Regions from separate parts of the Sus scrofa genome. Here region 2 is linked to region 1. A link is a contact called in public Hi-C data. All regions are on one chromosome and are shown on one strand. Each heading gives the region's core, a stretch centred on a gene start, on an enhancer-like site or on the middle of the called end of the contact. The rest is flanking DNA. Distances are from core to core; before and after follow the strand shown.

Region 1 (3,706 bases), core at 159-2,658:
CATTTTACAGTTTACGGTTCCCAGGAATCCGTACTGGACGGCTCAAGGGTCAAATGAAACTCACCTGAAAATCTGGACTTCTTCAGGCTCTGAAATTTTATCCACTTCACACCAACTGACCTGCTTTTGCCGCTGTCTCCGTCCGTTTGAAATGGTCAATGAGTTTCTTTTGATTCAACCATTTTTCACCCAAGCTCAGTGCCAGGCAATTCAGGCTGACAGTTTTGTAGGAATTATTGGATCTGTAATCATTGGATTACAGACATGCTTCTTATAACACAGAACAGGTTGCTGTTCACTCACCATGGATCCATACCATCTTGGTGCTGTTTTTTTCCGGGGGCTGGAACGCATTCGTCCCCCATCCACCTCGACTCTCTCCTTTGTCCCCTTGAGTCTAGTGGTAAGGAGGAAACCACCGTTTGCTGAGACCCAGGTGGCTACCATTTCATGCCCACAGCCACCCAGTGGGTGGATGTATGTTCATGCATCCAAGCTCACTTAGGGCGGGAGTAGCAGAGCTTCCCAGGACAGGGGCAAGATATTTATGATTCCAAATACGGTGCTCTGGCCACTACGGTGCTCATGGTCCCAACTGTGCTCAAAGACACCCCTCTGAGGGGAGAAGTGGCCTGGGGTGGTGCTGATTCCCTCCCAAACTTGCGTCATCTAGAGAAACTGTACTTTGCACTATATATATAAAAAATTATATATATATCTCATTATATATAAATATATAATATAAATATATAATGTGATATATACTATATAAATATATAATTTATACATATTATAACTATATATAATTATAACTATAACTATATATAATCATATGGTATATGCCTATTATATATTTAATCATATATATAATTATGTATATGTAATATATATAACATCTCCTTCTAAAGGAAAGATTTTATGTACTATATAAAGTACAAGGAGAGAGAAGTTCTGAGCCTTGCAAGCTATGTCGATTCTGGGGTTCACTCTGACCCGTGCCTGGTGGTAGAAGCATGCAGTGTGCTGTAAGACAAAGCATGGTTAGCAGGAACTGAAGCAAGACCTTGGCCCCTGCAGCTCCGGAGTCTAAGCACTTGATTAATTCAGGAAATGCCTTGGTGACAAAATCCTTCTGCAAACAGTTTCTCACATTCTCTGGGATAGACACAAAGTCAAGAAAAAAAGAATCTGATGCAAAATTGAGCATGTCCTTCTCCCACCCTCTGTCTGTAACAGAGGGCGTGTTTTGAACTCTTCTTTGTTGGGCAGAGTCTGGGTCATAGCCATCCGAAGGAAAACTGAAGAAGCTGGGGAGGCCAAGTTGAATGCCAAATGAAGAACTAGGGCAGAGAAAGAGGGAGTGGACAGAGAAAAGCTCAGGCTGGGTCTCTGAATCAGCGAGGAGAGAAGCAAAAGAGCTGGTCAGAGAGAGAGGAGCCCAAACAGCGTTGTTAGGGAGCTTTGCTGGAGATTTAAAACCCACTCCTACCATTGGCATTTTTGCAAGACACAGAAATGATCCGAATTGTTTTAATTATATGTTTCTGCCGGGCTGGGTCCAAGCCTGGACAATGTCTGATCCTGGGTTTATAACGGTTACATAAGCAAACGTCAGTCTTTGCTGTCTTCTGAAGAGTCAAAACCATGAATGTTTTTCAATTTCATTTTGTCAGCTGCTTGAGTTTCTATTCTGAGAGGTGCTAACTGTTAAACATTGTTATGCACTTGTGTTCCCTAAATAACTTTTAATTAGTTTTAATTTGGACCAAGAATGTTCCACTGTTGACACAGTGACAGGAATGATAAAAAATAAAATTAATAATGAACTCTAGAAAAAAAAAACTTGCACTAACATTATAGTATTTTATCATATCTAGCTCAGCAGAGACACAGATAATTTAAATTTTTAAATTTTGTTTTTTTTAATGATTTTCCTCAAAACAATCATTGCATTGGCGAAGAGGTTACTTAAACATTATTTTTCAACCTCTCAGGCATTTTTCACCGTGGAATCTTTCTACTGTCTTTCAATGAAATGAATTGCATTCGTGCAAGAAACGCAATCAAATCAGCACCTGTATGTAGCCTTTGAAACCTTGTGTCCAGCTGGGTGGTTACTATTATTCATGACACAGTGGAAATGATGAGTGACAATCCTTTCTCCTAAAAAACTGCCCAAAAGAAAAGCTTGTCAAGGCTCTCAGAATAATGATAAAGTAGAGAATACAAGAAATTTCAACATACTGCTGGAGTTTTTTAATCAGGTCTCGCTTCTCCTTTCCCCTGTCCTTTAGGACAATGGTGTTAGTTGTCCCCTAACCACTTGTACAAATTTCCAACAAAGACTTGCACATTCCTTTCGCTACGAAGTGGCCGCATATCAAAGAGCTACTCATCTTGGGGTCAGCCCTTTTTCCAAAAGAAGTAAAGCCTTCGGAATCCTTTCAGTTAAAAATTTGCTGAAGGATCAAAAAGAATTCAGTAAAGGCTTCTGATACATCACTGGAATGTCCTATGAGGATATCACCCGTGAGACTAATCCAAGCACGCTCTAGTTTAGTCCCCAAACCTAGAAAGTCATAAATGCATGAACGGGTTTCTTTAGCGTCAGCCCACAACGTGTGGAGTAAATCTGCCAAGTGCCGAGATCCGCTGTGATCCTCTGCCTCATACTCTTAAGCACTATGTAATTTGGTCTTGGGACCACTTAGCTAATTACAGATTAGAAGGCTGGGGCTTGAATGTTAGGGAACAGCTGACAGAATGATTTAGTATTCTGCAGTTCAGTGGGAAAGAGTATAGATGTGCTTGAATATTTATGGAGTTTTACCTTCTTTTTGTGATAGAGGGTCTTACAACAAATTAAAATGTGTCAGTGCCATACTAATCTAGCTAGATTTTGAAGTTGGCTAGCCAAGACTGAATTTTATTCAAGCACTATTTTGCTTGTCATTTTAATGTAACTGAGCAAGGGCTCGTGTGCCCAAAGTGCAGAAAGCCAAACTCTGACAGCAGGTGTTTGCAGCAAAGGAAGGGTTTATGTCAGGGCACCAAGCAAAGGAGAAGGTGACAAGCTTCACATCCACTCCCACTTGGTCTTTGAGTTAGAGGTTTTCTTAAAGGGGAAGAACAAAGAAGCTGGGCTTAATCATCGTCATGTGACATTTCTTCCTTTTTTTTTTTTTTTTTGTCATTTCAGGGCTGCACCCACGGCATATGGAGGTTCCAAAGCTAGGGGTCTAATTGGAGCTACAGCTGCCGGCCTACACCACAGCCATAGCAATGCCAGATCTGAGCCGCATCTGCGACCTACACCACAGCTCACGGCAACATTGGATCCTTAATCCACTGAGGAAGGCCAGGGACCGAACCCCCAACCTCATGGTTCCTAGTCGGATTCGTTTCTGCTGTGCCACGACGGGAACTCCCATGTGACATTTCTTAACCATAGTTTTGGGAGTCAGGATGCCTAAGACCTCTGATCTGGTGGTCCATGATGGGGGCAGGGGTCTGTTAGCTCACCTTGCCCTGGAGAAACAGCCTGGTCTGTACATCAATGATGTTATTGACTGCAGCAATTTTAGTCCTTCTAACTGTGGCTGATTAGTGTTCAGTTAACCCAGGACTGAGCTCAGAGGAGACAAGAAAATGATTAAAGTTTGGACAGAGAGGTTAATCATAAACTCAGCAGGGCAACTCGGCTTTA
Region 2 (3,403 bases), core at 768-3,267, 190 kb after region 1:
TTAGTAGATATCACTATGTAAAACACTAACATTTTACCAAACTATATTGGTTTTGATTTGTTTTTTTGCTTTTTTTAGGGCCGCACCCTCTGCGTATGGAGGTTCCCAGGCTAGGGGTAGAATCAGAGCTAGAGCTGCTGGCCTAGACCACAGCCACAGCAATGCCAGATCTGAGCTCTGAGACCTACACCATAGCTCCTGGCAACGCTGGATCCTTAACCCACTGAGCGAGGCCTGAATCCTCATGGATACTACTCAGATTCGTTTCCACTGAGCCAAGACAGGAACTCGTGAAACATGTTAACTTTTAGAAGACTTATATAACTCAATGAGCAATTATTTTTGAAAAGACAAATGCATGATAGGACAAAATCACACATGGGTAAAAGATTCAATCAAAATACAGAACAGGCCAGTAGAGTTTAATGTAACAGAGGACACAACGTTCACTAACATGGTTTTAGAGCCAACATTACAACTGACCTTTGGAAACTACCACTTGTCAAGTTTTCTTGTCCTATCAAAGAATATATCCAACTACTTGAAAAGACTATTAAAATACTTCCCTCTTTTCCAACTACTTATCTGTATGAGGCCAGATTTTCTTAATACACTCCAATCAAAACAACATATTACAACAGATGATTGCAGATATGAGCTTTCTTCTTTAAGCTAGACATTAAAGAACTGAAAAAAATGGTAAAAGAGTGCCACTCTTCCCACTTTAAAATTAGTGATTTTTTTATAAAATATGTTACTTTTGCTAACATGTAATACTTTAAAATTAGTGATTTTTTTATAAAATATGTTACTTCTGCTAACATGTAATAGTTTATTGTTTTTAAATCAATTGATAAAATTTTAATTTCTCACTTTATTTTCAAATATAGTAAATGGCAATATGTATATATACATATACACACACATATATGCATGTATATATATATAACCCACATAAACAAATGCTCCTTAGATTCCTCAATAATGTTCAATATATAAATGGGTCCTGGGATTTAAGAGTTTGAGAACCACTGGCCTAAAACAATAACTAGGAGACAGAAGTAAGTTCTGTTGCCCTGAACACCTACAATGTGCTAGGCTCTTGTTAAATACTGACACTTACTCCATTTATGCCTCACAACAATCTTATAAAGCAGGTGTTATTACTATCACCATTTTATGGGTAAGAGAATCAGTACTTGAAAGAGATCAAGGCATTTGTTTAAAGTCATGAGCAGCAGAGCCAGTACATGAGCCAAGATCACGAGACTCCTGACTGCATGCTCCTAACCATCACTGACACTAATAAAGGCACACTGGGGTAGAAGCAGGACAAAGAGTGCAAAGCCAGGTAACAACTTAGAAAACATCAAAGCAATAAGGAGCCAAAATACAAAGTCACATGGCTTGGGTATTGAAGAAAGGCAATCTAAGGAGGTTCATGTGAGCAGAAGGAAAATGAGAATGTCTCAAAGCAGAATCAGATGTCTGAGGACATACATCAAGTGCAGCTCACCAGTGTACAATAACTACCACTAGGCTGAAGAACGGACAATGAAAGTCCTGGGATGTCTATCGAGCTTCAAGACCAGCTTCCAAGGAGAGCAGAGACAAGCTGGTTTCCCTTGTGGTTCCGCGTGATGCTCTCAAAGTCTTCCTGCTGCTGTTGGTTTCCCTGTATCTCAAAATTGAGTACAATTTTCAAAGAAATGTTTAGGATATTCTGTGGTCCTTATGTCCAGATAGAGTGTTTACCGCATTAGAAGTGCCTTATCTCAGGCCCATAGTGGGGTATGCCCTGAGGCTGCCTCATCCTGATGAGATGAGTGACAAGAAAGGCACTTAGTATGCATTTTACGAAGGAGTTCTATAAGGTCAAGAACAGTCATTCCTTTCCAACTTCAAATTTTCCTAAGATGAGAATTCCTGCCAGAATATGCAGATATACTTTCTACAATCTTGAAGTTTCTACATCCTGTAATATTTAAACCATGACTCACTTTTGTTAGGGATGATTTAAAAATGTGTGATGCAAGATTGGAAAGGGAAAAAAAAGAGATAAAGTGGGTGGCAGAGCAGTAATCCTGGTTTTAGCAATGCACCATTCCAACAAATAATGGAAGCTGGGGCAAAGGAAGTGATGTGAGATCTCAGAACTGGTTTTCCCGATCTGTTGAGAGGGAGGCCATCAAGTCAGGTCACAGAGTCCACCTACATGTATTATATTCAATGTTGAGACTGTGAGGAATTAGGCTGTATAACCTTATCAGAGAAAAACTCTGACTCCGCTACGCATATAGAAGGACAGAAACAGAATATTTAACTTCTTGGTATGTGTAAATCCAGAGCAAGTGAAAACAATGAATTTACAAGCATAGTCTCAAAATTCTGGATGAGGGAGATCCTGAAAAGATGCTAATATACAAGGAATGATAAGTAACTGATACGCTCTTTCTCTGTTCTTCTGTCTTCTCATATCAGTGAATATAAAAATAATTTTTTACGATTTTTATTATAGTTGATTTACAATGTTCTGTCAATTTCTGCTGTACAGCAAAGTGACCCAGACATATATGTGTGTGTGTGTGTATATATATATGTATATACACACACACACACATACATATATATATACACACACATTCTTTTTCTCATATAAATAGAAAATTATGAGGGCTTTCACAGCTTCCCTAGTGATCCAGGATTACCCTAATGCTATTTTTTGCCTGGAACCCTTCAGTCCCTCAAGCACAAATTCTTCTATATGGGGTCATCAAAGTGAAAGTCTAAGTTTCAGGAAGAGAATGCTGGATGAGGATGACTGTGCTCACTGGTATTTTCCAGAGCCGAGCGGGCTGTTGTCCAATCATCATGCCTCCTTCCCACCACAGTCCATGCCTTGACATATGGTTTACAGAACTACAGTGACTCAACATTTTGCTGGATCATAAAACAGAAAATATGTATATGAAACACATTTATTTGTGTTTTAGATTCCTCAGAGCTCTGTGATCTTCTGGCCTGACAGTAGAGAACCAACTGAGGCTGTTCAAAACCCAGTTACAAAACACAATTTTCTTCTAGAGCAGTTGATAATATATCTAACAGGGTCAAAAAAATTAATGACTGAAACAATGTTCTGGGATGTGTCTGTATGAACACATCATGCAAGCAAGAGAAACGAAGATGCCTGCGTGCTTTACCCTGGGTGCTTAGGAGGAAGAAGAACTGCACGTTGCCTGCCAAGCTGGTGTGAGTGGCAGCACTGACCATGAGGACTCGCCTCACTTTGCTCCCAGTTCTGGCGGTGCAGGGTGGTGGTTACAAGTGAGGGCTCTGGCGATCTGAGCCCTTACACTTACTAATTGTGAGTCTGACCTTGGGCGAGTCAGCTGGACAAATT

Evidence for each region. Hi-C and Micro-C count contacts between places; a contact is called where the count stands out from the background.
Region 2: a contact with region 1 is called in a Hi-C map of omental adipose tissue, with 2.3 times the contacts expected there. The contact joins two enhancer-like sites. A contact is called at or near these places in 1 of 5 promoter capture datasets (liver), 24 of 47 Hi-C or Micro-C datasets (adipocytes, alveolar macrophages, brain and 13 more) and 2 of 2 datasets of contacts at active chromatin or transcription factors (alveolar macrophages and skeletal muscle).

Annotation. Positions count from the first base shown.
Region 1 is chr15:80,699,588-80,703,293 of Sscrofa11.1, forward strand. No RefSeq gene overlaps it. Among named protein-coding and RNA genes, the nearest start is that of CHRNA1, 9.2 kb to the left of the region's middle. Within about 2 kb of position 1,409, at least 24 of the 83 cell types and tissues checked have an H3K27ac peak or open chromatin away from gene starts, as enhancers often do. A contact at or near this core is called in omental adipose tissue, where this site is marked.
Region 2 is chr15:80,890,289-80,893,691 of Sscrofa11.1, forward strand. All of the region lies in intron 2 of CHN1 (N-chimaerin), which reads right to left. Among named protein-coding and RNA genes, the nearest start is that of CHN1, 36 kb to the right of the region's middle. Within about 2 kb of position 2,018, at least 13 of the 83 cell types and tissues checked have an H3K27ac peak or open chromatin away from gene starts, as enhancers often do. A contact at or near this core is called in omental adipose tissue, where this site is marked.